2 separate regions of the Oryctolagus cuniculus genome follow, and region 1 is linked to region 2. A link is a contact called in public Micro-C data. All regions are on one chromosome and are shown on one strand. Each heading gives the region's core, a stretch centred on a gene start, on an enhancer-like site or on the middle of the called end of the contact. The rest is flanking DNA. Distances are from core to core; before and after follow the strand shown.

Region 1 (7,132 bases), core at 41-2,540, 130 kb before region 2:
TTCCGCTATACACTCTCCAAAGATCTTCTCTTTAGCCATCACAGTGACAGAACTGCAGACAACTTAATGGTGATTTGTTAAGATCACTTCAATTCATGAGCTTTAAAAGCATTTAAAGAGCTTAATCATTTCATCTGGAAAGTGACAAAGAGTTCCACGCCAGGATGGAATCAAAGTTTTTAGTTTCTAGGTATTCAGGACTCTGAAAAATGCCAGGATGGTGTACTGGGGGAAAAAGAACTTTAGAATGAGCCATAATAGTAATTGCTAACATTTATTTAGTCCCCTCTCACACAGGCCCAGCATTATTTAATTCCTTTACATTAATTATTTCATGTAGCCCATGTACCAATTTATTAAATAGATACTACTATTATCCCCAACGAGTCCAAAGTCATAAGTAAACGGAAGGGAATGGACTCGACTCCAGGAACTCTTATCACCTGGAAGTGGTACCTAGCAGTAAATTCTGTTCCTAACTACCACTTTGGGAATCTGCACAAGCCAAATACACCCTGAGCCTGTTTATTCATCCGTAAAAACGCAGCGAGCGCTAATGTTCCTTCCAGCTCTGCCTAGGTTTATCATCAACCTTGCGAGCTCCCTGAGCGTCAAGACAGTGTCATTCCTTCTCTTAACTGAATTCAATTGAAAAAAAAAAAAAATTACAACAAATCCAATGGGTGGCCGGCCAAGCACTGCGCGGGGCCCCAGCCCAAGCCCCCCACTCCCTGTGCGCTCGCCCGCGGGCGTCAGCAGGCCCCCACTCTCCCCACAAGTCCGCCAGACCCACCGAGGAACTCTCCCCGCGGGCGGCCCCCAGGAACACTGGCGCCCCCGGGCCAGCCCCAGCTCCGGTTCCCGGGCCCACTCACCCTTCAGGTGGTCTCCGCTACCTGACGCCGCGGGACCTCGCGTCCTCGCTGCCCCATCTCTCACTGGGGTCGTGTGCGGCGCCTCCGTCGACGATCGTTCGACGACTCTGCCTTTCGCCATGGCTGCCACAAGGGAAGGAGCGAGCGGGGTGGTGCCGCGCCCACTTAACAACTAAACTCCCCCGGCAAGAGCTTCCAGCACCGAGTTGCCACAGCCAGAGCCTCTGCCGGCGCGACCTCCTCACCTGACAGGACCTCTGGCCCCGGAGCACCGTGACGCTCAGAGACCCGCAGGGCGGGCAGACTAGGACTAGGCTCCGCCCCGCCCCGCCCCCAAGCCTCGCGCGCTCGCGCCGGCCCAGTAACCGTGAGACAAGTCAGGGTCCGGCCCCGCCCCGTTCGCGGCCCCGCCCCTCGCCTGAGGGGAGCATGCGCACTCGCGGCCCCCAAGTCACCAGGCTGCGGCTCGCGCACGGTGTGGAATTGCGCAGCTTGAAAGAGCCGGAAGTGCGGTCCCAAGCACTTCAAAGCCTTTGTCCCTGCCGCCGGAAGTACTTGCCAGTGATTAGTAGGCGTTTCGCGGCTGACGGTTCACTCCATTGTTTTGTACGCCAATTGCACGAGCAGGTGTCGAGAATCGGAAGGGGTAGAGAATGCGTGATCTGAAGATGGTGGGAAGAAAAGCCTGATCGCGATCTAACTGCATTTCAGGAAGCTAAGGCTTCGGGAGGCGCTATAACCTGTGAAGGTCACAGGGTGGCAGAAGTGGATTTAGAATCCGGTTTTTCTTGCTTCCGAGCAAGTACTTACCATCGTCCTGCCCAACCTCACTAGTAAATCCGGGTCATTACACTTAGCTTTTCTTCTTGCTGAACCCAAACTTACCTTTTAGACATTTCTATTCCTACCCCTCAGAGCAGCATTCAGCTTGCTGTCATAGCTGACTATTGGAACTCCCTCTTAAACGCAAACGTGGCAATGTATAAAAATATTCTGATTGTTCCTATTCAGGCACAGTTACAGCTCCAGGAAATTACTCAATGAAAACAAACGTGCAGAAGGATTTGTTCTGATCAATAGTATTTATTAGTATAATGGCAAGAATGTGCAAGAAATCTAAAAACCGACAGTAAGGGAAAATGGCTAAGTAAATTATAGAAGACTCATTTGATGGTATTGTGTAAATGTCCTTTGTCTACTTCTGAGGTCTCCAAAGAGATACTTCCCCATTTTATTTCCTGCGTAGTCATTATTAAAAACAATACTTACATGAGTTACTTATTTTGCACCTCCACCTCAAGAATATAAGTGTTATTAAGTCAGGGACCTTATCTTTTTGAGTACCATTGTGGGCATTCAATTAACTTACTGAATTTTCAATCATAGAAAATCATTTACAAGGAGACTAATAATGTGGATGGTGCAAAAACATTCCAAGACATAACTGGAAAAACTAAAATAACAATATTAGAAAAAATGCACAAGCAGGTAAATGTGCATCTTTAGAGTAAGGTAGGTCTTAATGAGTAAGAAGCAAAATTATTTAGAATACATTTGATGTATTTTACTACATAAAAAAAAGACTAGTGGGGCAGGTATTTAACACAGCAGTTAAGACTCTAACTCCATATTGGAGTGCCTGAATTCTAGGGAGGCAAGAGGTAATGAATGGCTCAAGTACCGGGGTTCCTGCCACCCACCTGTGAGGCCCAGACTGAGTTCCTGGCTACTGATTAGGTCTGTCCCAGTGCTGGCTGGTGTAGGCATTTGGAGAGTCAACCAGCAGGTGGGAGACCTCTGTCTGTGTGTGTGTCTCTCTCTGCCTTTCATATAAATATAATATATAAAGAAAATTTATTAAAAACCAAAAATTTACAGCAAAAACAAAAGTAATCTCTAAATATAAAAAAAGACTGAGAAAAGAATTAGCCACACAAATAAGAATTACTATGTCAGTAAGAATATCATAACTCAATAGGAAAAAGAGCGATGAACATGAATCATCAATTCACACACACAAAAAAGGCAGCCAATAATCAACAACCTGAGGGCCAGCATGGTGGCACGGCAGATTAAGCTGCCATTTGTGATACCAGCATCTCATATTGGAGTGTGAGTTTGGTTCAAGTCTCAGATATTCCCTTTCCCATCCAGCTTCCTACTAATGTACCCGGGAAGGTAGTGGATCGCCATCCATCTAAGAGCCCCAGATGGCTTTGGCAAGGCCCATCTCTGGTTATTGTGGCCAGCAGATGGAAGATCTCTCTCTCTCTCTCTCTCTCTCTCTCTCTCTCTCTCTCTCTCTCCTCCTTTCTCCCTCCTCTCTCTCTCCTCTCTCTTTCCCCCCTCCTCTTTTCTCTTTTTATTTTTCTTTGTCTCTCTCTCTCCTCTCTCTTCTCTCCTCCTCCCCTTCTTCTTCTCTTCATCTCTTCTTCTTCTTCTTTCTCCCTCTTCTCCCCCCCCCCCCCATGGGACCCACAAGAAGCTCCTGGCTTCAATTGGCCCAGCTCCAGCCATTATGGAAGACTTCTCTCTCTCTCTCTCATTTTTGTAACTCTGTCTTTCAAATAAATAAATCTTTAAAAAAAAAAAACTATCTTGTCTCCCTCTGTCACTCTGCTTTTCCAATAAATACATAAATAATACATATATATATATATGTATTTATTTTTTTAAGTCTGAAACAAAGGGCAGGAGACCAGAAAGAGAGATAGGAGTAGGATTTTATCACAAAGCCTGAAAGCTTGAACTTAATCCTCAAAGATACATGAAGCCATTGAAGAACTTTTCACTGGAGAAGACTTATTAAAGTAAAACTGAAAGAGTGTCACAACAGCAACAGAAAGGGAGGTTACAAAGTTACCGTAATTATACTGGCTTGAGCCAGGATTGTGGCCTGGAAACAAAGAAAAAATATCATATATAAGGTGATGAATGAGAAAAACTGTTTTCAAACTTTTATTACTTTTTAAAAATATTTATTTATTTATTTATTTATTTGAAAGTCAGAGTTACACAGAGAGGAGAGGCAGAAAGAGAGAGAAGTCTTCCATCTGATGGTTCACTCCCCAACTGGCTACAACGGCCGGAGCTGCACCCATCCGATGCCAGGAGCCAGGAACTTCTTCTGGGTCTCTCACATGGGTGCAGGGGCCCAAGGACTTGGGCCATCTTCTGCTGCTTTCCCAAGCCATAGCAGAGAGCTTGATTGGAAGTGGAGCAGCCGGGTCTCGAACCAGTGCCCATATGGGTTGCAGGCGCTTCAGGCCAGGGCGTTAACCTGCTGTACCGCAGCGCCAGCCCACATACATTTTTATTACTTTAATTACATGAGTAAATGCAGTCATTCCAGAACAGTATTGACAAAGCAAATTATCAGTCAGAAAAACATTAAAATTATCTCTGATATTAATACCCATAGATAATTTTATGTGGGACATGCCTTTCTGGAATACTAGAAATGTTAAAGTAGAATCCAGGGGACTTAGTGTCCTAATTAGATGGGGATCTTAGTGATAGGGAAGGGACTCAGTATTTGGAGAGTTTCTGCTTCAGGAAGTTGAAGGGAGTAATTGTACTAAGACTACAAGAAGAGCTGGACTGGAAGGAAAGGCCCTGAGTTTCGCGTTGGATACTCTACCTGCCTCTGCCTTATCTCCTGACTTCTACCACCTTTTCTCAGCTAAAACTTTCCTTGCTGTGGTCATTAATGAGCTTCTTTTTGTTGAATACATGGTTAGTTTCCTGTAATCTACTACCTGTCTGCATTGCTTCATACATTAACTGCTCCCTCCTGCATGGTTTTCATAATTCTCTGACCATGTGTTAGATACTTTTGAAGGAACGTCTTTACCCCACAACCTAAATTCTGGTATTTCCACCAAGGTGTCCACTCTGTTCACAATGCTTAAGTTCTGGGCAAGCCTAGTCACTACTTCAACAACCACTCACAAAGAAATGTTTTTCTCTTTTTCAGTCCTCTTTATGTTGCTGTAACAGAATACCACAGACTAGGTAATCTATAAACAACAGAAATGTATTTGGCTCACAGTTCTGGAGACTAGAAAATCCAACATCAAGGTGAGGATCTTTCTACTACTACATAATTCCATCACAGAAAGCAGAAAGGCAAGTAAACAAAAAAAGGCAGGAGAGTGCACCAGAGCAAAACACAACCTACTTTCAATGATTGGATTTTTTTTTTTTTTTATTTGAGACACAGAGAAAGAGCTCCCATTCACTGGGTTATTCCCCTACATGCCTACAACAGCCATGGTTAGAGCCTGGAACTTAATCCAGGTCTCCCATGTGGGTGGTAGGGACCCAGCTACTTGAGCCATCACCTGCTGTGTCCCAGTGTCGGAGTTAGTAGGAATCTTGAGTCAGAAGCAAAGCTGGAACGTGAACCCAGGCACTTTATGGGATGCAAGCATCCTAATTTAGTCTTAACCACTAACCTGCCTCCCAGAAACTTTTTTTTTTTTTAAAGATTTATTTGAGAGCTACAGAGAGAAAGAGGGAGCGGGGGGGAGAGAAAGAGAAAGATCTTCCATTTGCTCGCTGGTTTACTCCCCAAATGGCCACAACAGCCAGAGCTGGGTTGATCTGAAGCCAGGAGTCAGGAGCTTCTGCTGGGTCTCTCACATGGGTGCGAGGACCCAAAGACTTGGGCCATCCTCTGCTGCTTTCCTAGGAACATCGGCAGGGGTGCTGGTTTAGAAGTGGACTTGAACCAGTGCCCAGATAGGATGCCGGCACTGCAGGCTGGGCTTTAACCTGCTGTACCACAGTGCCGGCCTCCCAGAAACTCCTTTCTTAAAGGCAGCACTCATGTGGCCTCATCACCTCTCAAAGGCCCCACCTCTTCTTTTTTTTTTTTTTTTTTTTTTTTTTTTTTTTTTTTTTTTTTGACAGGCAGAGTGGACAGTGAGAGAGAGAGACAGAGAGAAAGGTCTTCCTTTTGCTGTTGGTTCACCTTCCAATGGCCGGCGCGCTGCGGCCGGTGCACTGCGCTGATCTGAAGCCAGGAGCCAGGTGCTTTTCCTGGTCTCCCATGGGGTGCAGGGCCCAAGCACTTGGGCCATCCTCCACTGCACTCCCAGGCCACAGCAGAGAGCTGAAAGGCCCCACCTCTTAACACTGTTAAAATGGTGATTAAATTTCAACATGAATTTTTGAAGGGACAAACATTCAAATATTAGCAATCTCAAATGCCACATGATGCACGTAAAGCCTGTTAGACATTTACACCAGCATGTTCCAAAAACATGTCAAATTCACAACATTTAAATATGAAATCAACATCTTTCCCTCCAAACTTAATCTACTCTCTGTATTCACAATTTTTTAAGATGGCATCACCAGTTTCCCTTTTATACTCAGGTGAGAAAGCCAAAATTTCTCATTTAATGTTCATTTATTACATTCAACTTGATGGATGAATGAATTCCTTCCTGACTTTCAAACTTAAGTCCAGTAAAAAACACTTAGTCCAGGCTGGTCTCCATCTCCTTTCTCTCTCTCTCTCTCTCTCTTTTTTACAGGCAGAGTGGACAGTGAGAGAGAGAGAGAGACAGAGAGAAAGGTCTTCCTTTATTCCTTTGGTTCCCCCCCCCCGGTGGCCGCTGCAGCCAGCGTGCTGTGGCCGGCACACTGAGCTGATCCGAAGCCAGGAGCCAGGTGCTTCTCCTGGTCTCCCGTGCAGGTGCAAGGCCCAAGGACCTGGGCCATCCTCCACTGTACTCCAGGGCCACAGCAGAGAGCTGGACTGGAAGAGGAGCATCCGGGACAGAATCTGGTGCCCTTACTGGGACTAGAACCCAGGGTGCCAGCGCTACAGGCAGATGATTAGCCTATTGAGCTGCGGCGCTGGCCTCTCTCTTTTTTTTTTAAAGATTTATTTATTTTATTTGAAAGGCAGAGGGAGAGAGAGAAAGTTTCCTATCTGCTGGTTCACTCCCCAGATGGCTGCAACAGCTGGAGCTGTGCCAATCCAAAGCCAGGAGCTTCTTCCTGGTCTCCCACATAGGTACAGGGGTTCAAGGCCTTGGGCCATCCTCTGCTGCTTTCCCAGGACATAGCAGAGAACTGGATGGGAAATGGAGCAGCCAGGACTCAAACCGGCACCCATATGGGATGCCAGCACTTCAGGTAGCAGCTTTACCCACTACACCACAGCACCAGCCCCTCCTTACTCTATTCACATTTCATGATCCTTCTTTTGACTTACCTCTGATCAATTTTCTATGTTACTACCA
Region 2 (6,915 bases), core at 1,320-3,819:
GGATATGATTTTGAAATCTGCTTTTATTTCTGGAAGTACCCATTAAGAAAAGCGCAGATTGGTGCCACCTTACGTGGGGCACCTAAAATGTTAGGAAAAGCGGCACAGAATAGCGAGGCAGTGTATGAAATCTATAGCCAGACTTAATTTATTCAGAGAAAATAAATTCACAGAGGTGGTGACCAACTGCTGCTGCTCACATTGATGGAACACGTGGCAGAATGCCTGGGTCCCCAGGGGCCGGGCCTTTTTCTATTTTAGAAGAGCTAGGGTTGTGGGTGGGGGTAGCAAGTATTGGTGAATTCCTAGCACAGGTCTTTCAGGTGGCTGTGTTGGGCCTTGGGAACCTGGAAAAAATGCAGAATTGGGGTATGAAGGCAATAGGGTGTGAGAACTAATTGAAATTAAAGGACAAGGAATAAATTTTTATCTCTTTGGGCAATGAGCGAGAATGGCTGAGGTTTATGTCCTTGTTCCATCATCCATTATGTGACCACTGCTGAAAACTAGACTTAATTACATCTAGGAACTACTGAGGGGGCAGCACTATGGTTTAAGTGGGTAAAGCTGCTACCTGCAGCATCAGCATCCCATAGGGGACCCGCTCCACTTCCCATCCCAAGTGCTTGGCCTCTGCACTTCTGGTAGACCCAGAAGCTCCTGGCTCCTTGCTTTGGACTGGCCCAGCTCCTGCCATTGAAGCTATTTGGGGAGTGAATCACCAGATGGAAGATCTGTCTCACCCTCTCAGTAACTCTAAACATATAAAATGAATATTGGGGCCGATGCTGTGGCACAGTGGGTTAAAGCCCTGGCCTGAGGCGCCAGCATCCCATATGGGCTGCTCCTCTTCTGATCCAGCTCTCTGCTACGGCCTGGGAAAGCAGTGGAAGATGACCCAAGTCCTTGGGCTCCTGCACCCACCTGAGACCCAGAAACTCCTGGCTCCTGGCTTTGGATCAGCGTAGCTTCAGCTGCTGTGGCCATCTGGGGAGTGAACCAGCGGATGGAAGACCTCTCTGTCTCTACCTCTCTCTCTAACTCTTTCAAATAATTAAAAATAAATCTTTATAAATAAATAAAACACCCAGAAAATACAGACAGTATAAATTAAAAAACTTGACTTTCTTCATCAACTCTACTTAAAAGGTTATCTATTGGGTAGGAGTATTCAAAGAGCAAAAACCCTCCAGTTTCTCGTGACCTAATCCTAAATATAGGTCATATTTTTAAGGGCCTGAAAAAGTAATCAGAGCTACTTTAATCTTCTGAACAATATATGTCCCTGGAACGGGGGTGGGGGGGTATGAATTATGCAACTACACCTTGGTTAGGGCCAGCTTAATCAGGAAAAGGGGAAAAAAAAAAAGGCAGTGTTGTAAATTAACTATCTTTGACAGGATTGGCTATTTTAAATATCTTTTTGACTTAACCGCCTGTCCATTTCATAATTATCTGAAATGCAAACACTAAATCAAACATCTTTCCCAAGCAGAACCCAAATCTGTTACAGCGGGTCAACCTCCTCACTGTTTCAATAACTCAACCACACCTTGCACGCCCAAGTTAACAAATCTGTTTACTTGGTCTGGCTGCCAAAGCAAATGAGCATCTACCGAATACCCGACTCGGCTAGTATTTCCAGTGTTTTAGAAACGGATTGGATTCAGACCGAAAAGAAACATTATCACACTTGCCACAACTAATTCGTACGCATGGGTTTAGAGAGCCCGACTGAATGCGTTCCCCACCCTGTTTTAGTTTGCCAAGCCCCAAAAGGAAAAGAACATAGTGACACTATTTCAAACAACTTCAAATCCTGAGCCGAAAATATATTGAGGCTCAGAAGCATTCACAGTGCCTGTGCGCGAAGTCCAAGACCCGCCGGCCAGCGGCCAAGCTCCGCCGGAGGTTCCGCAGGAGACGAAGGATCACCCTCCCACTGCATGGTGATAGCCCACGGTGAGTGGGGAAGCACAGGACGGCTTGGAAGCCAGTCACCGGCATACAGCAAAGAAGAAAGCATAGCCCTCGCCCCAGACTAACGGCCTCAAGCCGGCAGCAAAAGCCCTAAGAGAGCGGTCAGGTCTTTCCTACTCCCCCACTTCCTTTACCCTCCCAACCGAACATTCAGCAATCACTAGGCTAAGCCCAGCCGTTCTCCAGAACGCGATCCGGCAAGCCCACCGGGAGTTCCAAGGCCGCCTCCTCGCCCCTGCGGGGAAAATGGCGCCCGTCACCCCTTCTCCCTCACGGGTGATCACAAGGACCAGCCTCCCTCCCTCGCTACAAAATGGCGCCTCCCGCTGGGGCCCCAGAATCAGCATAATTCACTTGTCAGTAAGGCGGTGTCGGTCTGGGATGAGCGGTTCTGCGAACCAGTCAGATACAGGAGCTTTGATTCCGCACTTGGCGCCAGCCATTCAAGCGCGGGTTGTAAGGCCAGGTTTGGCTGACGTCAAGAGGAGGGGACGTCGCTAAGGCGGTTTCCTTTTGCGTCAGCTACCTGTGGGCCAATGGCAAGCCGAACTCGACCAGTGAGTGACGTAGTGGCAGCCCAATGGAGGATGGGGGCGGGTCTCAGTTTCGCTATGCGGGTTGCGGGGCCTGGGGGCCGGACGGCTGTTTCCTGTCCTGGTGCATGGTGGTCGGACGAAGGAATTGTTGGAAAATTTTCTCGGAGGTTCGTATATAAATGTGTTTTTACCCAGTGTGCATTATTCTCCGCCCGGCCGCCGCCCTCACCGCGGCGGCGCGGGCCCGCTTGGGCCCGGGCTCCAGCTCCGGCTCCTAAGCCTTAGCCACAGGCCCTGCCGATCCTACGGCCGGCCTCGGTAGCGGCGCCTGGGCAGAAGGGAGTTTATTAATAACCCGCGGCGGCCACTCTGGGGCGGCGGAGCTTTTCTCGCTGAGGACGCAACACCCCCCCCCCCCCCCCCCGCCTCGTCTCAGCGCACTGCGCCCCGCCTGTTCCCCTCAGGGGACCGCTGAGGGGAGGGAGAGAAGGCGGGGAGGGTGGAGCCCTCGGGAGCCTGGTGGCGTTTCTCGGCCTGACCTCCGCGCGGATCGAGTCCCCAGGCACGCCGAGGCGGAGTTCTTCAGCTCGGACTCCGGGCCCACGGTTCGCGGCTGGCGCCGGCGGCAGGATTGGCCCAAGGCCCGCTTGGGACTTGCCTACGGGTCGCACCCAGAATTTCTCCTAACAGGATCGTGGACAGATTTCTTGTTTCCCCTGCGTACTTTAGGTTTTTTTGAAAGGTCGCTGAGGCCTATCATAGAATATAAAAAATTGCCAATTTTATTATAATTCCTTTTCCCCAGTTTTGGCCAGAGTGAACAAGTCTGTATATTTATTTTATAGCGTTTGATAGTGGGACGTGAGCCAGGTTTTTTCCCTTCCCTCTTTGTTTTTTTGCACATTATAACGAAGAGAGTAGGGAAGAACATCATTGCAGACCCATTATTTGTTTAAAATTAGCCCAGCCTTTGGACTTTTCTAAATCAGCCGGTATAGTCAACTTGGGGATGTGGTGAGACATTGTAGGTTTCACGTTATAGTCGGCTTTGTCTTTAATAAAAGGTGCGTGTTTGCTGTAGTTGACAAAAACCTGATTAGTATTTCATAGTTTTTTTCTTTTAGAGTACTAGTTTAAGTTCATTGTTAAATGTGGTAAAGAAATAACATGAGTAGATCACCCAAATCATTGATTGGATGTATAATGTTATCCTGGCGTATTTTGAGTATTTGGGATTCTTTAATCGCCCGTTTTTTTCAACAACCTTCATTTAAAAAATTAAGTTTTATTGATGTAAGTCACATAACTTAGAATTCACCATTTACAGTGATAATGAGATAATTTAACATACACATTCATATTTCTACAGCCATCACCACAGTCAATTTTGGAACACGTTTATCTCCAAAAAGGAACTACCTATTAGCTGAAACTCCCCATTCCACCTCCCTCGATGCACACTCCCCACCGTAAACTGCATTTGCCTGTTCTAGCCATTTCCCATAAATGGAATCATACGGTTGGGCGTTTGTGATTTGCCAGGTTCATGGATGTTACAGCATGTATCAGTACTTCATTTCTTTTTGTTGACAAATAGTATTTCATTATGTGAACATACCACATTTTATTTAGCCATTCATCTGGGCATTGTGATTTCCACCCTATGGCTATACTTAATGCTTCTGCTAACATTTATGTATAAATTTTTGTGTAAACATTTTCATTTCTTGGGTATAGATACCTAAGAGTAGAATTGCTGTGTTATATGATAATTCTTTGTTGAGATTTTTGTGTAACGGTGAGACTTTTCCCAAGTAATCTTTACCATTTTCCTTTTCTTCCATTTGATGTGTAAAGTTTCCAATTTCTCCACATCCGTGCCAAACTTACTATCAGCCTTTGATTATAGCCACCCTAGTGGATATGCAGTTTTGTCTCTTGTGTTTTTCATTTGCCTATTTTTTGTAGCTTATAATGTTGAGCCTTTTTTTTCATGTGCTTGCTAGAGAAATGCTGTATCATAAGTCCAATTTTAAAATTAGGTTATTTTTCTTGTTGAGTTCTAAGAGCTCTTTATACATTGCAGGTAGAACTCCCTTGTCAGATGTGTAATTTGCAGAATGTTCGTAGCCTGTTACTGACCGTTGGGCCACTGGGATAGTGCTATGAAGTGAGAGGTTTTTGTGTTCTTTTTTTTATGATTTATTTATTTGAAAGAGTTACAGAGAGAGAGAGAGAGAGAGAGAGAGAGATCTTCCATCTGCTGGTTCATTCCCAAATGGCTGTATTGGCTGAAGCTGAGCTTATCCAAAGCCAGGAGCCAGGAGCCAGGAGCCAGGAGCTGCTTCTGCATCTCACACTTGGGTTCCCGAGCCCAAGGACTTTGGCCATCTTTTGCTGCTTTCCCAGGCACATTAGTAGAGTTGGATTGGAAGTAGAGCAGCAAGGACTGGAATGGGTGCCCATATGGGATCCTGGTGCCGCAGATGGCAGCTTAACCTGCTAAGCCACAGCGCAGGCCATATCTTGTTTTTCACAGAAAGATGACCTAGCTGCTTTGGGGGAATTGTACCTTTAATGTTACTTTAGCCTTAGATTATGTATAATGTATGTACAGCTTATGATCATTTGAGGAGAACTTTTTGAGTCCTGAAGTCCTGAGATTTTCATCATTTTTTAGTTTTTGTGATTTTATCTAGTTATTTCTTGGAGGGACTGGAAGTGTTGCTCAAATCAGTTTTTACCTAATTTTGAATATTTTTGCCCCTTGCTTTGTATCAGAACAGTGACTTTTGAAATAGGATGCCTGTGGCCTTCTTCCTTTGTATACTTTATTTTAAAGGATTTTTTTAAGCAGATTTATTTATTTATTTGAAAGGTAGACCAACAGAGGTGGGGCAGTATCTTTCTTGGCTAATTCACTCCCAGATATCCGCAATAATGAGATTTGGGGCCGGCGCCGCGGCTCACTAGGCTAATCCTCTGCCTAGCGGCGCCGGCACACCGGGTTCTAGTCCCGGTCGGGGCGCCGGATTCTGTCCCGGTTGCCCCTCTTCCAGGCCAGCCCTCTGCTGTGGCCAGGGAGTGCAGTGGAGGATGGCCCAGGTGCTTGGGCCCTGCACCCCATGGGAGACCAGGAAAAGCACCTGGCTCCTGGCTCCTGCCATCGGATCAGCGCGGTGCGCCGGCCGCAGCGCGCCGGCCGCGGCGGCCATTGGAGGGTGAACCAACGGCAAAGGAAGACCTTTCTCTCTCTGTCTCTCTCTCTCACTGTCCACTCTGCCTGTCAAAAAAATTAAAAAATAAATAAATAAATAAATAAATAAAAATAAATTAAAAAAAAATGAGATTTGGGCCGGGCTGAAGAAAGGAGCCTAGAATTCCATCCTGGCTCTTGCCAAAAGGAACCAGCTCAAGCACTTGGGCTATCATGCACTACATTCCCAGGCACATTAACAGGAGCCTGATTGGAAGTAGAGTTACCAAGACTGGAACTGGTACTTGGATATGGGGATGCCGATATTGCAAGTGGCGCTTTAATCCGCTGTGACACATCAGTCCCAATATGATTACTTTTAATAGCTAGCTGTTTTTTTTCTTCCTTTGGTGGGAAGAAGGGGTAAGTCTTTAGGAGAAAGGATATTTAAAAAAAGAAAAAAAAGATTTTATTTATTTGAGAGGTAGAGAGACAGGGAGAAATAGAGATCTTCCATCAGCTGACTTAAGCTCCAAATGGTCTCAACAGCCAGAGCTGGGCCTGTCCAAAGCCAGGGGCCAGGAGCTTCCACTGGGTCTCCCACGTGGGTTCAGGGGCCTAAGCATTTGGGGCATATTCCACTGCTTTCCCAGGCCATAAGCAGAGAGCTGGATTGGAAGAGGAGCAGCCAGGACACAAACTGGCACCCAAATGGGAAGCCTGTGCTGCAGGTGAAGAATTATACCACCATGCCATGGCGTCGGCCCTGAGAAAGGAAATTTTTAGGTTTTGGTGTCTCTTTCAGCCACCTGGAAAGAAATTCTTATGAGCAATCTTTTGCATATAAAATGTGCTTATAGTTTAGCTAGCTAGCTCAGCTTGGCTACAACTGGTAGGCACTTTTTTGTCAACTCTTAGTTACACTGATGTTGTGTTCAGTTTTCCATTTTCAGTTTTAAATTGCTAATATGAAACTTAAAAACTCTAAAGGTATGCAGAAATGTTCAAGTATGTTCAGTGGAAGTAGTTATTTTCCACAGAAAGGATGTGCCCAGTGCTTCCATACTGTATTTTCCTCTGTCCTCTTTGGCATGCAAACACTCCGGTCTGCAGATTTTTTTTTTTTTTTTTTTTTGACAGGTAGAGTTATAGACAGTGAGAGAGGAAGACAGAGAGAAAGGTCTTCTCTCCATTGGTTCTCTC

Evidence for each region. A called contact is a pair of places that touch in the nucleus more often than the background predicts.
Region 1: a Micro-C map of ear pinna shows a contact between it and region 2, with 8 times the contacts expected there. The contact joins the promoter of TMEM41B here to the promoter of ZNF143 in region 2. A contact is called at or near these places in 2 of 6 Hi-C or Micro-C datasets (ear pinna and psoas muscle).

The regions. Positions count from the first base shown.
Region 1 is chr1:56,794,267-56,801,398 of mOryCun1.1, reverse strand. It overlaps TMEM41B (transmembrane protein 41B), which reads right to left and starts at 1,290. Exons shown (of 6, transcript XR_011388528.1): 1 at 876-1,290.
Region 2 is chr1:56,662,213-56,669,127 of mOryCun1.1, reverse strand. It overlaps ZNF143 (zinc finger protein 143), which reads left to right and starts at 2,569. Exons shown (of 17, transcript XM_070073529.1): 1 at 2,569-2,683. LOC127484355 (a long non-coding RNA gene) reads right to left here and starts at 2,468. Exons shown (of 3, transcript XR_007911244.2): 1 at 2,335-2,468. It overlaps LOC138849587 (a long non-coding RNA gene), which reads right to left and starts at 2,280. Exons shown (of 3, transcript XR_011388524.1): 1 at 2,188-2,280; 2 at 925-1,043; 3 at 129-347.